Regions from separate parts of the Mus musculus genome. Here regions 1, 2, 3, 4, 5 and 7 are each linked to region 6. Evidence: chromatin contacts called from public Hi-C, HiChIP or PLAC-seq, Micro-C and promoter capture Hi-C data. All regions are on one chromosome and are shown on one strand. Each heading gives the region's core, a stretch centred on a gene start, on an enhancer-like site or on the middle of the called end of the contact. The rest is flanking DNA. Distances are from core to core; before and after follow the strand shown. Region 1 holds the start of Sh3pxd2b (SH3 and PX domains 2B). Region 2 holds the start of Stc2 (stanniocalcin 2). Region 3 holds the start of Nprl3 (nitrogen permease regulator-like 3). Region 4 has its middle 3.2 kb from the start of Gm40823. Region 5 overlaps Gm39676 (a long non-coding RNA gene). Region 6 holds the start of Cpeb4 (cytoplasmic polyadenylation element binding protein 4). Region 7 holds the start of Snrnp25 (small nuclear ribonucleoprotein 25 (U11/U12)).

Evidence for each region. Promoter capture Hi-C pulls out the DNA fragments that hold promoters and counts their contacts. Hi-C and Micro-C count contacts between places; a contact is called where the count stands out from the background. HiChIP or PLAC-seq counts read pairs in DNA pulled down with a chosen protein or histone mark.
Region 1: an HNF4G HiChIP or PLAC-seq map of pancreatic cancer cells shows a contact between it and region 6. The contact joins the promoter of Sh3pxd2b here to the promoter of Cpeb4 in region 6. A contact is called at or near these places in 3 of 39 promoter capture datasets (liver and stem cell-derived epiblast-like cells), 1 of 484 Hi-C or Micro-C datasets (reprogramming fibroblasts), 2 of 115 datasets of contacts at active chromatin or transcription factors (extraembryonic endoderm stem cells and pancreatic cancer cells) and 1 of 9 other capture datasets (liver).
Region 2: a contact with region 6 is called in a Micro-C map of embryonic stem cells, with 3 times the contacts expected there. The contact joins the promoter of Stc2 here to the promoter of Cpeb4 in region 6. A contact is called at or near these places in 7 of 484 Hi-C or Micro-C datasets (embryonic stem cells, muscle stem cells, myeloid progenitors and 1 more).
Region 3: a Hi-C map of CD8 T cells shows a contact between it and region 6, with 2.9 times the contacts expected there. The contact joins the promoter of Nprl3 here to the promoter of Cpeb4 in region 6. A contact is called at or near these places in 3 of 39 promoter capture datasets (the HPC-7 cell line, HPC-7-derived erythroid cells, epiblast stem cells and 1 more), 3 of 484 Hi-C or Micro-C datasets (CD4 T cells and CD8 T cells), 2 of 115 datasets of contacts at active chromatin or transcription factors (memory CD8 T cells and pancreatic cancer cells) and 1 of 9 other capture datasets (liver).
Region 4: a contact with region 6 is called in an H3K4me3 HiChIP or PLAC-seq map of forebrain, with 4 times the contacts expected there. The contact joins the enhancer-like site here to the promoter of Cpeb4 in region 6. A contact is called at or near these places in 8 of 39 promoter capture datasets (the C10 cell line, cranial neural crest, embryonic stem cells and 4 more), 4 of 484 Hi-C or Micro-C datasets (cerebellum, cerebral cortex, embryonic stem cells and 1 more), 4 of 115 datasets of contacts at active chromatin or transcription factors (astrocytes, embryonic forebrain, embryonic hindbrain and 1 more) and 1 of 9 other capture datasets (embryonic stem cells).
Region 5: a Hi-C map of double positive thymocytes shows a contact between it and region 6, with 2.8 times the contacts expected there. The contact joins the enhancer-like site here to the promoter of Cpeb4 in region 6. A contact is called at or near these places in 6 of 39 promoter capture datasets (the C10 cell line, cranial neural crest, embryonic stem cells and 3 more), 5 of 484 Hi-C or Micro-C datasets (CD8 T cells, double positive thymocytes and embryonic stem cells), 1 of 115 datasets of contacts at active chromatin or transcription factors (memory CD8 T cells) and 1 of 9 other capture datasets (embryonic stem cells).
Region 7: a promoter capture Hi-C map of pre-B cells shows a contact between it and region 6. The contact joins the promoter of Snrnp25 here to the promoter of Cpeb4 in region 6. A contact is called at or near these places in 8 of 39 promoter capture datasets (the C10 cell line, the HPC-7 cell line, cranial neural crest and 4 more), 2 of 115 datasets of contacts at active chromatin or transcription factors (effector CD8 T cells and memory CD8 T cells) and 2 of 9 other capture datasets (adipose tissue and liver).

What each region holds. Positions count from the first base shown.
Region 1 is chr11:32,346,496-32,349,583 of GRCm38.p6, forward strand. It overlaps Sh3pxd2b (SH3 and PX domains 2B), which reads left to right and starts at 1,345. Exons shown (of 13, transcript NM_177364.4): 1 at 1,345-1,473. The coding sequence starts at 1,399.
Region 2 is chr11:31,368,574-31,371,700 of GRCm38.p6, forward strand. Stc2 (stanniocalcin 2) reads right to left here and starts at 1,488. Exons shown (of 4, transcript NM_011491.3): 1 at 1,139-1,488. The coding sequence starts at 1,289.
Region 3 is chr11:32,266,335-32,269,438 of GRCm38.p6, forward strand. It overlaps Nprl3 (nitrogen permease regulator-like 3), which reads right to left and starts at 1,373. Exons shown (of 13, transcript NM_181569.3): 1 at 1,089-1,373. The coding sequence starts at 1,206. RefSeq lists enhancers at 2,449-3,104, 2,612-2,994.
Region 4 is chr11:32,156,466-32,159,679 of GRCm38.p6, forward strand. No RefSeq gene overlaps it. Among named protein-coding and RNA genes, the nearest start is that of Gm40823, 3.2 kb to the right of the region's middle. Within about 2 kb of position 1,401, at least 41 of the 459 cell types and tissues checked have an H3K27ac peak or open chromatin away from gene starts, as enhancers often do. A contact at or near this core is called in cerebellum, cerebral cortex, embryonic forebrain and 2 more, where this site is marked.
Region 5 is chr11:32,130,209-32,133,588 of GRCm38.p6, forward strand. All of the region lies in intron 1 of Gm39676 (a long non-coding RNA gene), which reads right to left. Gm51888 (a long non-coding RNA gene) reads left to right here. Exons shown (of 3, transcript XR_003949656.1): 3 at 1-2,164. Among named protein-coding and RNA genes, the nearest start is that of Gm51888, 4.6 kb to the left of the region's middle. Within about 2 kb of position 2,008, at least 10 of the 459 cell types and tissues checked have an H3K27ac peak or open chromatin away from gene starts, as enhancers often do. A contact at or near this core is called in CD8 T cells and double positive thymocytes, where this site is marked.
Region 6 is chr11:31,869,628-31,872,818 of GRCm38.p6, forward strand. It overlaps Cpeb4 (cytoplasmic polyadenylation element binding protein 4), which reads left to right and starts at 1,313. Exons shown (of 10, transcript NM_026252.4): 1 at 1,313-3,191. The coding sequence starts at 2,661.
Region 7 is chr11:32,203,584-32,206,840 of GRCm38.p6, forward strand. Snrnp25 (small nuclear ribonucleoprotein 25 (U11/U12)) reads left to right here and starts at 1,832. Exons shown (of 5, transcript NM_030093.3): 1 at 1,832-2,080. The coding sequence starts at 2,039. It also overlaps a transcript of Il9r not described here.

The DNA of each region.
Region 1 (3,088 bases), core at 95-2,594, 480 kb after region 6:
TTGTGCAGGACATGAGAGAAACCAGCGGGTGCCTTGGGTGGCAGCTCTGCTGGGGAAGCACCTTAGGATCTGGTGCACTGGAGGGAATTACTGGGCCAGGGAGGGCCCTGGTTCCAAATGGATGCCACTCTCCACAATCTCCGAGTGGGTCAGTAAGAACAGCTTAATCAAGAGCGCCAAGAAGATAGTCCTGTGCCTGAGGCAGCACAAAGCCATCTTTGGTACAAAACTGGCTTTGGTAAAGACAATCCTCCCGCCTTGGCCTGGTACCAATCAAGTAACCCCTTCTATTAGTGAAGCCCATCCAGACCAGCCTTCAAGGCCAGAACAGCAGAAAGCACGGACAAAGAAGCCAAAAAGGCAATAGAGGGGTTTCCAGAGGGATTCAAAATAAAGTAGTCTGCAAGGCCTGCCTGGACTGACGAGAACTCTCCCTTAAGAAATTCCTCGACTGATCTATGGGTGGGGAGGTGCCTGAAGGGGAACCCCTGCTTCGTGGCTGAGAAACCACTACCTGCAGTCTGAACTTCCTATCCATGGTGTTATGTGTGTCCATCCATCCATCCATCCATCCATCCATTCATTCAGCCAGCATCTGTTAGTTACTGAGCGCCCAGCCAATGCTAGGATGAGCTAGAGAAAAGAGATGTGGAGCCACTTGTAGCTTTGCTTTGCTTAGTGTGGGGCAACCATGGGTTGGACCCACCTGCTCCATGAATCTAGAGGCTGTCCTCAGGTCCTCTGTAAAAGGCGATTAACCATCCCCTCCTGACCCCCAACTCCCAGGTGTTGTGAGATTTTAAGTGAGCATCCGTGATAATGACAGGGCACAGGGCCAGGTGTGGACTCAGTCCCCCACGGGGTCAGGGGCTTGCTACCTACCCAGCATCCCTGCTCTCTTTCACCTTCGCAGCCCTGTGCAGGGCTGCCAGGCCATTTTTGCAGTTTTTCCTCTCCCTGTCATAGACAGTAAACCCAAGAGACCTAGTGACCACCTCTCCCTGACCCCCAGCCCCCGCCCCCAGCCCTGGGGGCAAGCGATCGGATTTATAGCGACTGGCACGCCAGCGGTTCTCACACACCGAGGGGGATGGGCAACCTCCCTGAGCCCTTAACGGGAATGGAGAGCTCGAGCAAGATGCTTGGGTGCCTGGGTTTAGAGTCGCCAGGCCCGGGCGCGGGGGGCGGAGCGCGCCGTCCCGCCGGGCGCGGGGACAAAGGCCCGCGGGCGGACGTGGCCGGGCCGGGCCGGGAGGGCCCTTTAAGCAGGGTGGGCGGGCGGCGTGGAGGCGGGCAGGGGCGGGGCGCGGAGGGCGGTGGCGGCGGCGGCAAGTGCTCGGCGGCAAGGATCGCTTTGGCCCGGCCCGGCCCGCACGGCGCTGGGCGCGGAGAACGGCCATGCCGCCGCGGCGCAGTATCGTGGAGGTGAAGGTGCTGGACGTGCAGAAGCGGCGCGTGCCCAACAAGCATTATGTGAGTCGGCGTCCGCGCCACGCGGCGATCCCAGCCCCGCGCAGAACTTGTGCCCCGCGCCCTCACCGCCGTCTCCCCACGCGCCCCGGGTCCCCGCGCCCTCCCTGCTGTCTGTCTCCCCACGAGCCCTTGGTCCCTGTGCCTTCCCCGCCATCTCCCCGCTCGCCCCTTGGTCCTCGCCATCTCCTCGCGAGCTCTCGCCTTGCCCACCCGTACAAAAGTCTGGCCCCAGCCGCTGCTGCAGACTAAGACAGAAACCAGGAGAGAAACCCACGGAGCCGTGGGTCTCAGGCCACCCTCCTACCCAGAGGCGCCCAGCCTCATAGGATTAGCGAACCTAGCCCTTCATCCTTCTGTGCATGGGTCATTTGAGCGCCCCTTCCCTGTAACTTCCGCTTAACAATGTGGGAAAGTTTCCCCAGGAGTAACCCCCCTCTGTGACAGGAGAATTTTGTTTGGAGCTGCTAAGGTGTGGAGGAAATGGGTCCCTGGCATCATTTTGCAGATGGGAACGCTGAGACTCAAAGGCTGAGGATTCTCAAACGTGGACGATGGGCCTGGGGCCCACGGTGACCCTCAAGTGGGAAGTGGCCTCTCAGGCTGCTTGGGGACTTTGTTGGAGGTTGAGGTGGCCTTGGTTCCACCTCAGAGGTTCTGGGTAGTAGGACAGTGGATTTAGAGGAGGCCCTGGGGACTTCACTCCAGGTGTGAGGGGGACTGGCTTCCCTGTGGCTGTGCCAGTCCTGAAGAAGTTAACCAGGAAAGAAAAAAGCAAGAGGGAGGGAAAAAAAAATCCTAACAAAGAAGTGAGGAACAATGACTAGAGAGGGCGTTGGCTGGAGAAAGGCTGGCCAGGGGCCTCCCTGGAAGCCCCTTTGGATCTATTTGTTTAAGAGATCCATTCTTACAAAGCAGACAGCTATACATGCCTTCCCTGAGTCGCCCATAAAATTCTGAAAGGAGATGGCCGGGTATCCACTGTACTCTACAAGAAAGGGTGTGCTGTGTTCCAGTGTATTGTTATAGTCTAGGCCTTCAGTAACTCAGCCCTGGGCCAGCCAGCGGGGGGCTGCTTCCTGGACCTGTGGTATCTTTAAATAGAGCTAAGTTTTCCCTGCTTCAGAGCTCAGCTAAATTGTCTTGGTTTCCCCACCCCCACTCCCTTTCCCCCCCCCCCCCCCCTTAACTATTTCAAATGCTGCCAAGTCTTGGTTTCTTGTTGAAGCCTGTTGAGTTGCCTCTTGGGTATGGGACAGTTTTCAGCAACACACCAACTGGAGGAAGTCTGAAATTCTCCTCCATGCCGCCTTCCACCAGATCCGACAAACCAGAATAGATAGAACCACCAAGGACTGGGTGTCACCTTCTACTCCCTTGTGGTGTCACACATGTTTAGTGGTGGTCTTCTCAAGTCTGTTTCAAGGATGGGGCAGCTAACAGTAAGGAGCAGAGCAGGCCTGTTGGACCAAAGACGTTGGCCCGTCAGACCACGCCCCTTTCCACATCCCACACACCCACAGAGGCCCTGGACAGAACGCTCCCAAAACCTGGGAATCAGCTCAGACTTTTGTGGCTTTGAGGGGTACCCCTGAGGTTCTAGCCAGTTGTCCAGGGC
Region 2 (3,127 bases), core at 238-2,737, 500 kb before region 6:
GTCAGCCTGAAAGGACAGACAGGGAGCTGTCAGGCTGCGGCAGAGCAGTCTCACGCCTCTCTCGGTTCGCTCAGTTCTACGATTTAAACCAACCGCAAAATTACAATGAGGAAAGTGTATTCTGGAAGAAGGGCGGGGCTCGAGTCGAAAAATCTGTATGAGATGAAATCTAGCATGAGAACGAGCTTGTGCTTGTGAAGGGGTGCCTAAACCCGAGAGGAGGCAGGGCGGACGAGGAACCCTTGATTGTGCGCCTAGACAAGCGGGGGTGAGAGGCTGAACTGACTCCACGCGTGGTCGCGAGCAGGGCAGCGATCACTCACTTGGAGAACCCTGACCAGCACTTGTGCATTCCGGCTCAGGCAAGGAGCGCACGCACGCCACGGCCGCCGCTTTCACACGGCCCCCGAGGAATTGCGGGGGTGGGGGCGTAAGGAGACGAGCGGCAGACACGTTTCTTTCTCTCCCGGGAGCTGGGAAGAAGGCCAGCCCCGTGTGCCACACGTCAGGCTTTTGCACTGCAGCTTGCTGGTGAGCAGGGCCGCGCACGATTCGGATCGTGTCAACAGTTCTTCCCGTGCTGACTTGGCTAGGAGCATGGCTGCAGCAGCAGAGGTACGCTTTGCGAACCCCCTCCCCCAAAGGAAAAGTTCCTAACTGGCCAGCAAAGTTCTGGGCTGTCCGGCATCTTTGGAGAAAACGGAGACAGTACATGCCAGGCTGGCCGGCTTGGAAACGAAGTTCTGGGTGCAGGGCGAGCCCAGCTCTGGGGTCCCTTGGTACTTCGCACGGGCCAGGCGTGACGAAGTGCGCCCTGCTCCGGGCCCGGGACTCTGGCTGGAGCTGGCAGCAGCGTCAGGCACAGCCTCGGTTCCCCTCAGCCCCGGGGAAGGCTAGCAACAAGTCTTGCCTCAGCCATTTCATCACCCTGCTAGCACGTGCCGATCCCCGGCTCTCGCAGCCCGAGCCAGACCTCGCTTCGCCTCGCTCTTCCCTCTGCACGTCCCGAGCCACGGAGAGTTTGTGCCGCCCGGGGTGAGCTCGGGTCGCCGGCTTGGGGCTAAAGGCACCCGGCGCGCCGCGAGCATGCACCCTGTTCTCCCCCGGCAGCTCTGGGCTGCAGGGCGCACGCGTTTACCTGTGTTCTGCAGGGACAGACGGCCTTTCTGCTGCGAGCTCCTGTCTTGGGGACCTTCCGGAGGGTTCGTGGAGTCCGTCCCCTGCGCCGGGTCCAAGGTGGCAAACACCAAAGCCAGGGTCACAAACTGGCCCAGCCGCTCCGCACACATGGTTCTGGGTATCACCCTCCCGCCTGGAGACCTGGATTCTTTGTGCGCCCCTCCTCCTCCTCTTCCTCCTCCGCCGCTTCCCCCTCCTCCCACTCTTCCTCCTCGCTGGCCCCTTCCCTCCTCCTCGCCGCGGCTCGGATAGAGGTTACCCAGCGCCCTCCCGTAGCTCTCTGGAGAGCATGTGACCAGGCCGTTAGCCGCGCCGCGAGTGCCCGGCGATAGCAGGGATGGTGCCTCAAATATCCCTGGAAGCTCTGGTGTCACTTGAATGAAGGAGTCGAGCAGGTGTTGTCCCGGAGGCTGGACCAATCGGAGACCCCGGCCCGTTTGACAACACAGCGGGAGGCGGGGCCTGCGCCAACTTCTACGGGAGGAAGCGGAGCGCCTCCGCGATCGCCCCACAAAGTTGCAGACCTGGCGGCGGCCACGCGTTTGCGTGGTGTGTGTGTGTGTGTGTGTGTGTGTGTGTGTGTGTGTGTGTGTGTGTGTGTGTGTGTGTGTGTGTGTGTGTGTGTGTGTGTGTGTGTGCGAGACGCGTGCGCGTGTGCTCCGGGGCAATGGCACGCGTTTGCGTGGTGTGTGTGTGTGTGTGTGTGTGTGTGTGTGTGTGTGTGTGTGTGTGTGTGCGAGACGCGTGCGCGTGTGCTCCGGGGCAATGGCCGAATGGACTGAGGGGGAAAAATTAAAGCGGATGCCAACTCTACTTGCAACTAAAAACTAAAAAAAGGGGGGTGGGGGGCAGGAGAAGTCGGTCTTCACAGGGACAGAGTCCCCAGGGTTCATATCCAGCTGGGAAAGTTTCCTCTTTGGAACACAGTCACATTCTCAGCCAGGAGACCTGAACAGATTAGGACAGATACCTGGTCACAGAGATGGTGCGAGCAAATTGAACTCTGGTGGGAATTCCTAAGCGTCCTGACGCTTGTTTTGTTTTTTGGGTTTTTTGGTTTTTGTTTTATTTAAAGGCGCTTGAGGACAGGCGTGGAAGCTGCTGGCCTGATTGACTTACCCACTTTCTGCCTGAATTTGATGGGTCCAATAACACCTGGGGCGTCTCGTCTCGCTCCTCCTCCAGTCCAGACGGATTCCTGTCTGGGCTTCAGGGATCCAAGTGACAATTCATTTCACCAGGTGAAAATTCATTTGCATCATTTCCTGGCTGGTGGCCTGGAGGCCCAGGCAGCCTTGGGTCAGGCGGCCACAGACCATCGCGTGCCCAAGAGGCCAGAGCTTGACAGGCAACTTTAGGCGTCTCCAAATACAGTCTTCAATTTTCTCCAAATGCCACTCGGCCCACTTACGGGTTTTGTTTGTTTGTTTGTTTGTTCTACTCTGCAGTCCTCTGATGTAAAATTAAAGCACCCCACCCCCCAAATCTTGGGACCTTCTATTTTTTTCTCCTCTTCTTGGAGCCCCCTCCTTAAGCACCCTGAGAATCAGATCGCCTTCAGCTGCAATCTCCGCTGCTGGAGGAAGCGGGGAGAAAGTTGGGCGCTGCCGGGAGCGTCTTTCCTCCCTGCTGTGTGTGTACGTGTGCACGCTCACGTCTCCCTCGCGCTGGGCCCGGGACAGGAACTGCTGCTCTTGGCCTCATAAACCCGAAGGAGTAATTCGGGGGGCCAGCTTGATTGGGGGAGGGTGGAGAGGCGAGCGTTGCCACCTAGCGCCACATGGCACTCGTCCGGTATTGGCACTCCTTGCCCCTCCCCCGCAGTCCCCACCCTAGTCTTGGAGAACAGGTGAGCCTGGGTACCAACTCTCAACCCCCGTCCTTGCCCGACTTCCCGCTCGCCCGCGCATTCTGCAGTAATGCGCCTGGGAGGTTTCATCACCCACCG
Region 3 (3,104 bases), core at 123-2,622, 400 kb after region 6:
AGTACGCTCATCTCATGGACTTCACTGCAGTCATTAATAAGAACAAGGTGGCTGGCGGCGGTGGTGGCCCAGGCCTTTAGTCCCAGGACTCAGGAGGCAGAGGCAGGCAAATCTCTGAGTTCAAGGCCAGCCTGGTCTACAGAGTGAGTTTCAGGACAGCCAGGACTACACAGGAAACCTGTCTCAGGGTGAGGTTGAACCTGTTTAAGACATAGACATAAAGTACAGAAGAAAATGAGCAAAAAGACCATCCGGTCTATTTCAATATATATATATATATATATATATATATATATATATATATATATATATATATCAGGGAAAAAATGGGCCATGTAGTTCCTTTTGTACTTGGAATGTGTGCTTTGCTTGTGTATAAACAGATTTGGAAAATGGTGACGATAGTTGCCCTTTAGGGGGATGAGGGAGGGGGTTCTGAGAGCTTGGTACCATCTTTATGTTTTTATAACTTAAAACCCTTTGTATTATATTAGCGAGCTTTAAAGAACACTGCCTACAGAGGCAGGCTATGCCTGATCCATGCAGCAGTGTACTGCGACTAGACAGGAGTTATGTGCTCAATAACTCCAAGAACCTTCAAGGCGGATGCTACAAAATAACAAATGAGTGTCCTGAGATTCTCTGAGGGGCTCGGGGAAAGGATGATGCTGTATTTTATTTTTTGGTGGGTACACTTTCAGAGTTTATATACAGGAGGGATGATTATCAAGATGGTGAGCAGTTATCCACAATGGGCATGGACCAGAGTTCAAGATCAACTTCAGACCTTAAAGTCGCTTATATTTTCTAAAATAACTTATAAATTCGTGTCTGTGCTTGTAAAATCTGGTGTCTTTCTGGATTTGTCTGGAGAAATGGCTGGCCTTGGGCTCATGGCAATACCCCGGCCTCCGCGTCCGGGGCGCTGGGATCCCAGATGCGCACCACTGCTGGAGCTGGCAATTCTTACGCATTTTTATTTCATGGGCTGGAGACTCAGGAGTCGTGCCGCGGCCCCTCTCCTCCTCCTCCTCCTCCGCACTGTGCACTGCGCGTGGCGGGGCGGGTGACCGCCAGGAGCCACTTACTTGTCTGGGACGCGGGGTGCTCCTGGCTCCTCTGGAAGGGGTACCTGAAGAGCAGCTTATTGCCCCTGCTGCCCGAGCTCACCAGGATCACGCTGATGGGGCTGGTATTGTCCCCCATCCTGCGGGAGCCCGGGCGTGCGCCTGAGAGGAACTCGCGTAGGGACCGCAAAAGCCGAAGGCAGGCGCCGGGCCCGCAGGGACACGGAGGAAGCCGGCACCTCGGCCTCGGCGCTCACTCTCGCGAGACTTCGCCGAGCGGCGCTCCACAGCCCCCGCGCATGCCCGGACAGGCGACTGCGCCGGCGCGACGCCTTGGCTGCACTCTAGTAGCTCGCTAGGGAAAGCTGTCTGCAGTTTAAAGTCATACACTTGATTTAACCAGAGCGTATAAACTTTAAACTGTAAGAAAGGCAGGAGCGGTGGTCTGGATTGTACTAGCCTGCTCATCACATAACAATCATGTTTTCAAACTTTACAAAGAGAGAAAATAGTCGTATTTCAACCTCCCCCTCCCCGCCCCCCAACTATTACTCAATGAGAAGGTACCATTTGAATATTTGCCAGTGTCTGAGAGTTGCACTTATGTTTGCCTTTTGATGGTTTGGATGTGTGATGTGAAAGGAATGACTTTAACTCATTTTGCAAGCCTTTATCCCAGTCATGTGTGATTTGAGTGTTGTGTGAGGTCAGGAGTAGGAAGGGGCTGGGAGGGAAGCAGACAGAGAGATGGAACCAGGTGCCTGGGATGGGTCGTGGGACCTTCCCACGGAACCAGCGGGAGTGCATAGGGACCGGGGCACTTGAGCCAGGCAGGACTGTGGTCCAGGTTTTCCCTCTTACTCCCCCGGGCCATTCTGCCACTTGATTAGCCAGAGCCTTGGGACCCCAGTGGTTGCCTCTGAGATAGGAAGACCTAAACCAAGGAGCCCAGAGTTTCCCCAACTATGATCTCTGGACCCATTTTTTGCCAGCAACCTTCACAGGAGTATTCACAGTATAATTTTCTATGTAATTAATAGTGACAGCCAGGCTCAGTGGTGGAGACCTGTATTTCCAGCTACTAGGGAGACTAGGGTAGCAGGATAGGAAGTTAAAGCCAGGCAGGGCAACTCATTGAGGCCTTCTCAAAAAGGGAAAGAGATGTTGCTTGCTAGTGAGCACTTGACATTATATACGAGGCCCTGGGTTCAATCTTTTCTACCGTCACTAGCTCTGAAATGGACGTGGTAATAATGCTGCGTGTGGGGGAAATGATGAGATCCCAGTCTACAGAAGTCCACTGTACTCCCCTCTGAGGCTGCCTTACCCAATACTGACAGCACTGGATAGGAGAACCCAGGACTAACTAACCTGGGATGCATCACCTCAACTCCCAAGGTGTCCACATCATTGTGAAGAAATACCATCAGCTATTCCAGAAATCAAAACGTAGGTCACACCGTGGACTCCACTGGGGACCCCAGTTTCCCCGCCAGAAGCTGGATTTGAGCTGTTGTGAAGGAGCAGAGCCAGCCTGAGCTCTGCAGGCCATACCTTCCGACTCTGATGTTAAAGTCTTACAGAAGAGAGGCTTCATTTCAAATGTAAAACAATGTGGATTCAAGACCCCCTCTGCAGAAGTAAACCTTTGGAAACTGGAACTTTGGACCCTTGCACCCCATCCCCCAAGGTCTCCCTTAGGTAGAGTAGGAAACCATATGGGTGCCAGGCCTTATCTGTCCCGTCACTTGCTCAGGCCAAGGGCTGGGTGGAGCTCACAGACGCTATCTGGGAGCTGCCTTCTTCACTGAGTGTTCCTCTCCAAGAAAGAGCCACTCGCCCACAACAGAAATAGTTTTAAACTCTCTGCCCTGTCCTGAATCCTATGGCTAGAGATGACCCTTCATCACACTGGGTCGGAAGTTGAGTCTAAAGTCATCAGAAAGGTTTAATTGGTGAAACTGAATGGACGAGATTAATTTGCCTCCCATGGTCACCTTTCTTGGGGGATCTACAGACTGCCCTCCCAAGTCTGGT
Region 4 (3,214 bases), core at 151-2,650, 290 kb after region 6:
TTCCTCACTCAAGTCAAGGGTTTCTTTGCTTTCCCACCCATGTCTGGTTCTTAAGTAGCATCATGTGAGATGGACTATTAGTTTCTGGGTTTTTCTAGGTCCACTTGACTCCCCACTACTCCAAAGGGTCCTTGGCCATTGTGGGACTGAGTAATCAACTTGGAAGTAGAACTGGTTGATTTGGCTAATAGGTTTACAGGATTTCATCTATGACTGGTTGGCCCTGTTGCTTTGGCCCTATGAAGAAACAATATGTTCTGTCAGGGGACATGTGATAGAGCAAAGTCATTTACCTAATTGCTTGGACACACATACACACACACCACATGCACAGAAACATTCACAAATACACACACGCGCACACACGTATACCACAGAAGAAGGACAAGTTTACTCCCACAACCCTCTTCTGCAGCATACCCTCAGAGACCTAACAACTTTACAGTAAGCACCCGTCAGTCCAGATGAACTCCCCTCCCAATGTTGCCATGGGCTCATTAACGTCTTTAATGTCTATGGGCGTTTGGAGGGCATGTCACGTCCAATCTGTGACATTGTGAGTGTCAAGGGTGTCGTTGCTGCCAAACCACATCCTCACCAGGCCCAACCTGTTTCCTGGTCCAGTCTCACACTTAAGAGGAATTTTCTATTTTGTTGCTATTGTGGCTTCCTTTTTTATTTTTTGGAGCCTGACTGGCCTCAAATACACAATCCTCAGCCTCCCATATGTACCACCACACCCACTAAAAACAGGAAGATTTCTGATCCCAAATGTTGAGTCCTTGTTTCTGATTCTCTTGTCTGTGCATGGCTTATTCCAGCTTCTACTCCACTGGGCCTGGCGCCTAGGGGCTGTATAAGCTCTCCACCGCCCTGGACCCACAGAGAAAGCCAGGAGCAGATCTGTCCTCATTCAGATGCCCCCATAATTAATTCACATGCTCTGGGGTCTGTTCCAGCCCCTACTTAACTGGGGGTGAGGGGGGGGGATGGGGAGGCAGGTATATCTAAAAGATCACTGGTATATGTCTCTGGCCATCTTTCATCTGTATGATTCCCTGGTCACATTTCAGACAGAAGGCAAGAGAGTGTCAAGATGGGCACATGCTCTTGCCAGGTTTTTGTTTGTTTGTTTTTTGGGTTTTTTTTGTTTTTTGTTTTTTGGGTGGTTTTTTTTTTTTTTTTTTTTTTCATCTGTCACGAGGAGCCTGGGGCTTTTGTTTCATTGTTTTATTAAGTCTTCTCTTGAGATACTTGTGGCCCGCTTCTTGAATGGAAAAGGGTGGTGGGGGGGGAACATCTGTGAATGTATCAAACTCTTTCAGCTGTGGTTTTCTGTGAGGGGCAGTGACTGGAGTGGCGAGGCCCAAGGCATGTGACATTCCCCATTGTCTTGCTTCACATTCCCAGGTTCCTAAGCGGCAGCCCAATCTGCAGGCGAGGCAACGTTTGCCAGAGGCTGTGCACCGTTCAAACCTGGCACGGGAGAGCCGGAGCTGAAAGTGTGAGGAGGAGGAGGGAGGGAGAGTGAGTTTTGTGTCTTTGCCCGAGGCTGTGTTGCCACACCATCTGGAGCCAGGAGGAGAAGATGGAATAAATATAAGGTGTCGATGTACAGAGCGGAAATGCATGAAATTGGCAGGAGCTCGTTCATCATCCTGCAAATCTGTCTTTACAAAGTGAAATCAAAATCAAGCCAGTTTGAACAATATGGAGGCTGAGCAGCTCTTCCAAGAATAGCTAATGAAAGGGAGGGGGAGGGGGAGGCGGAACCCTACAGAAAATATGCAAATGTATGAAATTGGCAGGTTCCGTTGACACTTTAGTGTGATTAGTATGCTGATTGGTGTGCTTTGGAAAGCACTAAAGAAGGATCATATTGTTTTAGGGAGAAAAAAAATAATGAAAGCCAATAAAGAGCCCAGAACCTCCTAACGGGGAGGCTCCAGTGTGTAGTCAGCTGGGCCCCGGTGAATAGAGAGAAGAGTCCTGAGTAGATTCTGTCTACACCACGGAGCCTCCATAGAAACACGCCAGCACACTGTATTCATTTACTCATTCATTCATTCATTCATTCGTGCACACAACAAGGGCATCTACACTTTGCCTAGCACTGTGCAAGATGCTCAGGACACAAAGGGCTCAGATGCCTTCTCTGGCTCAGGGTACTTTCATAGAGGACGTCTGTTGCATCTCACAGAATAACAATTGCTATGTGAGTGTCTCTGCCACATGATGTAGATGCTGGGCAAAAGGGAGAGTTCACACTGAGACAGTGCAACATATTAGGGGTTATGGGTAGAGAGCTTGAAAAAGATTCACAGAGAATGACATTCAAAATTGCAGACTCTGGGAGCTGGAGAGATGGCTCAGCAGTTAAGAGCACTGACTGTTCTTCCAGAGGTCCTGAATTCAGTTCCCAGCAACCACATGGTGGCTCACAACCATCTGTAATGGGATCCGATGCCCTCTTCTGGTGTGTCTGAAGACAGCTACAGTGTACTCATATACATTAAATAAATAATATTTAGAGAGAGAGAGAGAGAGAGAGAGAGAGAGAGAGAGAGAGAGAGAGAGAGGACTTTGATGGATGCATGTGGAGAAGTAGGCTAAAGGCATTTGAGGCATAAATAACAGAATACCAAAAGATACAAACTCAGAAAAGTAACATTTCCTGGGCTTGGCAAGGTGCCACTTGAGTAGCTCCTCTGAGAATACCCACCTGAGAGCAGCTGGGTGTGGGAACCCTTTGGTAGGCTGGCAATTTTTTCAGCCTGCTGGATATTTGGGATCCTTTGAAGATAACTGTGACTGCTTTCTCTTCACACATTTCCCAGAATTCTGGAGGCTAACTGAAAGAGTAAGCCTATGGCAAGTGGACCATGACTGCACACACATTGCCTCTGTACCTGCGGCTGAACCATGACACGGAGAAGAGTTGGCACTGAGGAGCTTTCTGTAGTTTCCCTTTTTAGGGTGGAGGCCTCAGGCGCCTCTGGGGCAGTAGGACTAAAAGCAGGGGAAATTCATAGGGCCCTTGAAGTTCATGGATGGGAGGGTCTCAGGCATGCAACCCCTAGGAATTGCCATTTTTCATGGTATCACCCCAGAGGGGATCTGAGGGCCCCCAGTGTCCCAGCATCTTAGTCTCTGGGGATCTTGCTGGCACCGATAGTACACTGCATGGTAAGCCCATTAGGCAGACACTCTTAAA
Region 5 (3,380 bases), core at 758-3,257, 260 kb after region 6:
AATAAGGCCACACCTCCGAATCCTTCCCAGATAATTCCAAACACTGGGAGCCAATTATTCAAATATATAAGCCTATGGGGCCATTTTCATTAAACCACTATATTGGGCATAAAGTCATCCTGACCCAATATAATATTCATCTGCCCAGGGGCAGCTACCAGGCTTCAGGTAACTTGCTTCATAATTCCAAGTCTGCTAAGTGGCCATAATGATAGCATCTATCTCACAAATCTGTGGGGACCCAGGTCACAGTGTATGTAGAAACCTAGCACATATTAAAAGTTCAGTAGAGATAGCTAATATATTTCCGTTGTTGTTGTTGCTGCTGCTGCTGCGGCTGCTGCTGCTACATCAAATACCTGAAGCTGAGTGCTTACATAGAAAAGTTACTTAGCTCGTATTTAGGGGCTGAAAGTCCACAATAAGGAATCTCCCCCATTCAGCCTCCAGTGAGGGCCTCCCTTGGTTATTTCACACTAGGGTGGATAGCATCACGGAAGGAACTCTTGAAGGAGGATGAGTTTTCACGGTGAGACAGAAGCCAGAAACCATGGAGGGAACAGCCTTGCTACTTAAAGACCATTTCTCACTGGAAATAACTCACTCCTCAAGACTCACATAAATTCTTTCCATGGATGACAGCCTCATCTAATGACCTCACACTAGGCTCTACTTGCCAAAAGTTCCTCCCCTTGTTAACACTGCCACATCTACAACCAACTTTGAACCCAACATTCATCAGGGCAAATACTAGCCAAGCCAGAGAATCATTTCAAGCTGACTGCCTTTTCTCTAGTGCCCAGCAGAGTGGCAAGTTCAAGCAAGACCTCTAGCAGGCAAAGACTGAATTGGTGACAGGAACCTGCTGACTCCATCTCTAGCTTATTCTGAGAGTCATTCTCAGTTACCCAGCAGCCAGGGACCTAAGGAGCCTGACAGGGGAAGAGCCCCTTACAAAGAGACAACAGATCTGCTGCCTGGGTGCTGTGTCACACTGCAGAGGACACAGGACAGAGGACAAAGGACAGGAATGCTCCTGGATCAAGCCTCTGTCCCTTGGGATAAGCCGCTTCCTCCATTCTGGGAACAAGGGCAATATCCAATCAAATCCATGTGGACCCTTGCCTGTGGACCCCCCATGAAAGGCTTAGACATTTGTTTTCTTTACACCTTTAATTCCAGTGCCTGGGAGGCTGAGGCAGGGGGATTGCAAGTTTAAGGTCAGTCAGAGCAACATGGAAAGATCCTGTCTGAGAGAAAGGAAGAGGGAGAAGAGTAGAAACAGAGAAAGAAATGTTTAGTTGTGGTAAGATATCCTAACAGTCAAATATCCAGCTTCAAAGCTAATTTTGAATGGCCTTCTCCCCCCTGCCCCCTTATGAGGACTGGTTTGTATATGTATATTTTCCCAAATAGATTACATTCCTGGGATTTCACATGCATTTTTTATCTGCTGAGAGGACTCAATCAGCACTCCTTGGAGGTACAGGACACTCAACCCAGCTGTTTGGGTGAGTGAGGGGACCAGGTAACACAAAAATATAAGGAAGAGAGAGAATTGTTGTCCTCCAGCCGTATTAAGTGTCCTCTCCCATGCCTCTGGCCCACCACAGTTAGCAGCTTCTCTGGCTTAAGAAACAGGCCTGGGGGCTTCGTGCCAGCCACAAGGGCAGTGAAACCTTCTTCAAAGGCCAAGCCCCAGAGGCAGAGCCCCAGATCCAGCATGGCTGAGACTTTCACACATTTCTGTCTTCTGTCTCCTGTGAATGGTGACATACAGTTGGGCACTTTAAACTACTAGCCAGTAGTTATTCCAACATTGACTGGAACTCGAAGGCAAGGAAAGGAAGGGGGCTTCAAGAGCAATGTGGGAGTGAGCCCCTGTACACAGGGACACAGACCAGCCCTTGCAGCTGGTTTCTATTTTCCTTCTTAGCTGTTGGGGGTTCCTACCACAGTCATGTGATTTCTGTGATTAGAACCAGAATGAGCAGGAATGGGCAGACGGGGCAGCCCCAAGAAGTGAGGCAGGTGCACATGTTACTTCTAAACTTCTTTACAACCCCACAGGATGAGGCTATAGAGATGGCTCAGTGGTTAAGAGAACTGGCTGCCATTCCCTAGGACTCAGGTTGATTCCTAACTCCCATATGGAAGTTCAAACACCCATAACTTCAGTTTCAGAGTATCCTATGCCCTCTTCTGGCCTCTTTAGGAACTGCATGCATGTGGTATGCAGGCAAAACACTCACACGCATAAAATAACAATTAAAAAGATTAAAATCTCTACCTCACAGTCCCATCTTGATTGTCAGTGGGATGCAAATGTGCAAAAGCACTCTGTATCAGAGATTAAAAGTTTCTAATAAATTCTAACAATGTTCTCTAGTGAGCATTAATAGATTTATTCTCAGGCATCTGGGGCTGGAGAGATGGCTCAGCGGTTAAGAGCACTGACTGCTCTTCCAGAGGCCCTGAGTTCAAATCCCAGCAACCACATGGTGGCTCACAACCATCCATAATGAGATCTGACGCCCTCTTCTGGTGTGTCTGACGTACTTACATATAATAATAAATAAATCTTTGGGCCGGAGCGAGCAGAGGTCCTGAATTCAATTCCCAGCAACCAAATGATGGCTCACAAACATCAGTACAGCTACAGTGTATGCATATATATAATATGTATTTATTTTTTACATTAAATAAATACATCTTTTTTAAAAATAGATTTGTTTTCTGTACCACAGTCAAGGCAAATCCTAGTACTTTGTGGCCACAATTACCGAAACCATGGAATGAACAGGTGCGTAAGGGGAGGTTTCCTGAGGAGAAATGGGATTCAAGAGCTCAAGTCACCCCTGGGCACTGTACAGTGACAGACAAGAGCTGAACTTCTGTCTTGTGTCCCCATGTGGAGTATTTTCCTAGACCTCTTTTGTGAATTATCATGTTTTGAACTTTCAGCACAAAGCAAGAATTTATCTTTTTCCCCCTCCTGTGTCTGCCTTGTTGAAGTGGGACTTGAACAATGCTGAGCATTTAGAATCTTAAGGCTTTTTTTTTTCTTCTTCAGATAATTCTGGCTTTGTGTCCTTTTCCCATCAGGGAGGGATGGGCGGGGCTTAAGAATGAGGGGCAGCAGAGTCTGCAGATAAAGGGAAGCCATCTTTCTCTCCTGGGTCTCTGACTGACTGGCTGAGAGGGAAGCAGAACGGTGAGGTGAGTGGGTAGATCCCGTTCTACCACAGCCCCGCTGATCTGCTGAAACACCCATCTATCTGTGGGTTCTGGCTGAGCAGTGGCCCTTGTTCTGGGTGTGGCTAGTGCTAGTGCTCATTGGCATCTGGCCCTTCTGTCCTTCCAGGTACACTGCCCACTTC
Region 6 (3,191 bases), core at 63-2,562:
GGTGCTTCCAATCTTCAATGTCAAATCTTTCGAGCAGTGGCTCTCAACCTTCCTAATGCTGCGACCCTTTCATACAGTTACTCGTGCTGTGGTGACCCCTCCCCACCATAAAATTACTTTTGTTGCTACTTCATAACTGTAATTTTGCTACTGTTATGAATTGTAATGTGAACATCTGTGTTTTCTGAGGGTCTTAGGCAATCCCTGTGAAAGGGTCATTGGACACCTCCCTGAAGGCATCACAACCCAGTTGTTGAGAACTACTGTTTTAAGCACTGATTTAGAGACATAAGCCACCAATGTAATATAATGCCATATAAAAGCATGAGCGGTATCGAGGGTCATGTATGCCTGTAAAAAGAGATTCCGAAGGCAGAGTAGGTAGGTTGGAGACTTACTCCTAAAACGAAATGAGAGTTTGCCAAGAGGAGACGACAAAGGCGTGGAAAAAGGCACAGAGAATACTGCCCACAGGACAATACGGAGTTTGGTCTTTATTCTCCAGGTAACGGACTGCCATTTTTAAAAAGGTATGAGCACAACAGGACCGTGACTGGAATTTCGTTTTTAGAAAAATCCCTCCGTTCTGCTTGGAAGGTGGAGTAGAAAGCTAATAGTTGGTGGCTCAGCCATGGACGCCTACAGCATCTGCATCTCAAAGGGAGGATGGGAGAGTAGGTGGTTCGGGTGGAGGAATGGAGACTGAAGGGAATCCCTCCGGAGACGTGCGTTCAGGATAAGGACTATGCAGTTCTAGGCACAGCACAGATGCCGGGAAAACCCGCCTCTCCTTCCATCCCTCGGGGGCGGAGCTCGGGCCAGAGCACGTGATGCCCGGGGCACCCACCTTTACTCAGGGCAGGCCTCTCGTTTATTCTAGGTTTCATGGGTTGCCACTTCGACCCCCAACACTTTAGCTCAGTGTTTCAGTGTGCAAGATGTCCATTCTCTTCCGAGCGTCTCTCTACGGACTTCCTAAGAAGCCTGCTTTGGGAACATAAATCGCAAAGGAATCTTTGCCCATAAAAAAGATGGCGGTGCACCGCTTGCACTGGGTGCGCAGACCCGAGGCCGACGCCGGCCCCGCTGGGCGAGGCGCAGGCGGAAGAGGCGGCTCTGAGATGACCAGAGACCTTCCTGGGTGGAGCTCTGAGGCTGGGAGGCGTGGCCTAGTCGGGATTGTGGTGTCGGATTGGTCTTCCGGCTGCTAGGCGTGGCCTCCGCAGCACCCCGCCCCTCCCTCATCGAACCGGAAGTGTCTCTCGGTCTTTCCAGCTGGTTGTCATTTCACTCGGCTCGGTCCTGAGGAGAAGGACTCAGCCGCGGCTGCGGGACCTGGGCACCGGAGGCAGTGGCGGCGGCGGCGGCGGCGGCAGCGGCGACAGCAGAGGAAGACGAGGAGGAAGAAGGAAGAAAAAGAAGAGCCAGACGGAGTCCGCAACGACGACAGCTGGGACTGCGGGACCGGGGAAAAGCGGCGGCGGCGGCGGCCCAGCAACCGTGAGGAGAAACAAAAGCCTTCTAAATTATAGTTTCCAATCAGTCTAGGGGAAAAGAGAGCGCGAGCCGAGGGGGGAGGCTTTTCTCCTGTAGAGTAACTACGGTAGCGGGGTTTTCCTTTTTGTCCATCCCCCTTCCCCCTCCCCCCGGCGGAGAATCGAACTGAGAGAACTGAACAAACCGCCCCTGGGTCCCATGAGGGAAAAAAATCCCGGAGCCGCAGAGAGGGGAAGAGGCAGAAACCGCAGGACCTTCCAGGTCGCCCCCTTGCTCCCCGCACCCCCGGGCCGCCAGCTTGCCCTTGTCCAGTCTCGCTAATCCCTCCTGATCGCGACACCCCCCAGAGGGAGAAACGGGTGTTTCCAACCCCTTTCATGGGGGAAAGGAGGCCGAGGGGAGCCCAAGAACAGCAAACGCAGCAAGATCTGCACCCGGAGCCCAAGGAACAGCCCCAGAGGCCCACACTGCACCCTACAAAAGAACAGAAACAGGACCAGGAACAGCAGAAATCTCCCTGCAATCATCTTTCCTTTAGTCAAGGCTGATTTCCTCTTTGGCAACCAGAAATTCACCTCCCGCCCCAGATAACCTAATATAATCTATCTATATATAAATATATAATATATAATGTTCTTAAATTATTCCTGATTTTTTTAACCAAGCTGCCAAGAAAAGAACGTATTCACCCCTTAATCCTATTCTAATTTTTATGTGAATCTAAACTGCTGAGGAAGACCATATGTGATTGTTAAATTTTATATATATATATTTTTACTCCGCACAATGCTTATTCTTCTATATCCATAGATGCTTGAGAAGCTGTGTTTTTGTCATTCATGAACATTTTCCTTTGGAAAAAGAAAGCGCCTATTTTACTAACCAAAGACTTGATTTTTACCTTTTTCCTTTTTTATTCCTTCCTTGAAATAAGCCCAATTGGATTCATATCAATATTTTAAGAGGTTTTTTTTTTTAGGTTCTTTTCCATTCAGAGAGACCAGAATTCCAAATCAGAGATACGTAGGGTGATAAGCTGTGATCTTTGAGTTAGCTATAAATAAGATACTTCAAGCAAACATATTTGAGATACAGGGGAGGAAAGACGTGAGACATTAGGTTGTCTTTTTTTTATTGTGAGATTCTGATCCTAAAAATAATAAATGGGGGATTACGGGTTTGGAGTGCTAGTGCAAAGCAATACTGGGAATAAATCTGCTTTTCCAGTCCGATTCCATCCACATCTGCAGCCTCCACACCATCACCAAAATGCCACCCCCAACCCTGCTGCTTTTATAAATAATAACACAGCTGCCAATGGCAGCAGTGCTGGGTCAGCCTGGCTCTTTCCTGCCCCGGCTACTCATAACATTCAGGATGAGATCTTGGGGTCAGAAAAAGCAAAAAGTCAACAGCAAGAACAACAAGACCCTTTAGAAAAGCAACAGCTCTCCCCGAGTCCAGGTCAGGAAGCTGGAATACTGCCTGAAACTGAAAAGGCAAAAGCTGAAGAAAATCCAGGGGACAGTTCTTCAGAAAACAGCAACGGAAAAGAAAAACTACGCATTGAATCACCAGTGTTGACAGGGTTTGATTACCAAGAAGCCACCGGTCTCGGGACTTCCACCCAACCCTTGACATCCAGTGCATCGTCCCTTACTGGTTTCAGTAACTGGTCAGCAGCGATAGCACCT
Region 7 (3,257 bases), core at 582-3,081, 330 kb after region 6:
ACACTACCCTACCCTCAAAATAGGCCAGAGTTCCTTTAATGCTTAGTCTTTTGGTGTCCCCAAGGGCAAATATAATTATGTTTACAAGGCTTAATAACTGATACTCTGGTTCACAGATGTGTATGCATGTGGGAATATGGAGCTATAGAAATATAGATATAGGTATGAGGTAGAATGGTAGGACATGAAAATCGTGATGGCCTAGAAAGGAAAACATGGGAAAGGAAAGATCTGGCTTGCTTTTTCTGCTGATAAAGGCAGAAAACTAATAGACATAGCTGATAAAGCCAAAATTGCCTGAAACAGTTCATTTGAGAGAAGATATCTCAAACAAAAATGTCAAAGACAAATAAATTGTGCTTACTTATGGCCACATTAATCTATACTGTAGATTTTCTGTTTATTTTTGTTTTGAGAAAGGGTCTCACTATGTAACCTGTTCCTCTTACTTTCTTCTTTATCTCTGCTGTGCAACTCTCCTGGGCTTTAAACCCTTTCTCCTGCCTCAGTCTCTCCAAGTGCTAGGATTTTCTCCAAGTGCGTACAACAAGCTTGGCATAGGGGATAAGAGTTTTAAGTAGGATAACCATGATTGAGGGAGGGAGGGAGGGAGGGAGGGAGGGAGAGAGGGAGGGAGGGAGAGGGAGGAGAGGGAGAGAGAGAGAGAGGGAGGGAGGGAGAGAGAGAGAGAGAGAGAGAGAGAGAGAGAGACACGGTTGTTGTTCTTCCAGAGGGCCAAATTTGATTCCCAGCACTCACACGATGTTTCTCAGTGCCCAGAAGAAATACACGCCGAAAATGACCCATACACATAGGATTTTAAAAATGAGGCAAGTGATTAAAGTAGCTATCCAGGGAATGTGACGGGAGCAAAGAAAAAAGAAAAAGCCCACAGTGCTGCCTACACAGCGTCCTCATAAGAACAGTTGTTACAGGGACTGGTGGTGTAAAAGAACACGAGGACTAGAGATCAGCGCATGGCAAGGCTGCCCTTGACAGCTCCGAGGACCACAGGTCCCGCCTAGATTTGTTTTGTTTAGACAACTTCCCTCTGTAGTCCCTGCTCTCCCATACAGACCTAGCTCTCGATTCAGATCCAACTGCCTCTGCCTCCTGTGTGCTGAGATTAAAGGTGTGTGCCACCAAGCCAAAGCTTCACTTCACTTTTTATTCTATTTGTGTGTGTGTGTGTGTTGGAGTTGGAGTTGGTTTTTGTGCGGGGAGGGGGTTGGTGGGTTTTTTGGTTGGTTGGTTGGTTGGATTTTTGAGACAGGGTTTCTCTGTATAGCCCTGGCTGTTCTGGAACTCACTCTGGCCAGGCTGGCCTCGAACTCAGAGATCCGCCTGCCTCTGCCTACCAAGCGCTGGGATTAAAGGCGTGCACCATCATGCCCGGCTTCCACCTTACTTTAAAGTGGACCTTTTAGGCAATTTTTTGGAATGGAGCCCATGGCATAATCTCAAGTGACTGCGAAGCGACCTGGCTGGGGCAACAGCACGCGAGTGGCAACGGCAGGCCCCAGGCAGCAGGAGGCGCCCGCCTCCCAGCGTCACCTTGTTGGGTGATGCCGTGCACGGGGACAGGTGTCTTGCGCGAAACGATAGCAACGCTGGCCTTCCTTGACAACCAGCCCAGACCGAAGAGAAGCTCAGCAGCGGGGAACAGAATAGCTCGTAGCTCCCGCGCCGCTCGCACCACCAACGTGACCTGCTCTATCCAGCCAATAACCTGCTGTCTGCACGCTCCCAGCCTCCCGAAGACTCGCACATTTCATTGGCTACTGAAGCCACGCAGTATACCATTGGCTAAGCTATCTCGTCGGGGCGGGACACAATCACTGCGCACGCGCCTTTTGCTTATCAACCTGGAAGGCAGGGCAGGCTGGAGGAGCGCCGGAAAGCAACACTAGTCTAGTAGTAGGCAGTCCTGGAGGACCCGGAGGCTGAGGATCGGCCGGAGGTGCCGGAGGACGACGAGGATGATGAGGAGACATTGCCCCATTCCGAGGCTGTGGACGTGTTCCAAGAAGGTCTCGCCATGGTGGTGCAAGACCCGCTGCTCTGCGACCTTCCGATCCAGGTGCGAGACAGGGCTCTGGGGTGTGGATGGGCGCTGGTGGTCCCACCAGAGAAAGACGCTTCTGCGCATAAGTGGAACGCTTAGGGTGAGGAGCCCCTCTGAGCCGTGAAGTTTGAATTAAACAAACACTAAGATATGAACTCAGGATGAGTGTGACAAGTCTTTTCCTTTTGCCTGAAACTTCAGTATGCGTGACTTAGTAGTTAATGTATTCTTTAACCTTGCCAATCAAAGGTGTTTTTATTTAACGTCTGTGTGCGCACAGAACTGGGAGCCAAACTGAGAACCTTTCGAATGCTAAATAAGTGCTCTACCACTGAGTTACACAAGTTTATTTGTACTTCCCTCTGTGTTTTATTAAAACATCTCTTGTCTGGCCAGACCTTTAATCTCAGCACCCGGGATGCCGAGGCAAGGGAATCTCTGTGAGTTTGAGGCCAGCCTGATACATTGAGAGCTCCAGGCCAGCCAAGGGTCTGGAGTAGTGGGTCTCTGCCTCAAAACAAACAAAAGACATTTTGTTATCAAAGGTTTTAGGTAGCCGGTCAGTTGCACCCTGGACCTGAGGTACAGGCCTGGAGCCTCTTGATACAATACTCTCAGGATCGCCAGGCCCAGTGTTAATTGAAAATCCTAACACACAATAGGTGTCTTAGTCAGAGTTTTACTGCTGTGAACAGACAGTGTGACCAAGGCAACTCCTTTTTTTTTTTTTTCCTTTAAAGTTTATTCAATACAACCTAATCTCCAACTTCACTGAGGTGGCTGACCACGTGGACTCTTATAAGGACATTTAATTGGGGCTGGCTTACATGTTCAGAGGTTCAGTCCATTATCATCAAGGCAAGAGCATGGCAGCATCTAGGCAGGCATGGTGCAGGGGGAGCTGAGAGTTCTACATCTTCATCTGAAAGCTGCTAGCAGAATATTGGCAGCAAGGATGAGGGTCTTAAAGCCCAAGCCCATAGTGACACACCTACTCCAGCAAGCTACACCTATTGTAACTGGGCCACACCTTCTAATAGTGCCACACCCTGGGCTGAGCATATGCAAACCATAACAGTAGGCAAGCTTGGTTCCCTTTTTTGATCAGGGCCACTGACAGGTAGGTATATATCATCTATAACTAGGGAGACATTAAGGCATCAGGTGTCTCCAAGTGACGCTCCCCAGCAGT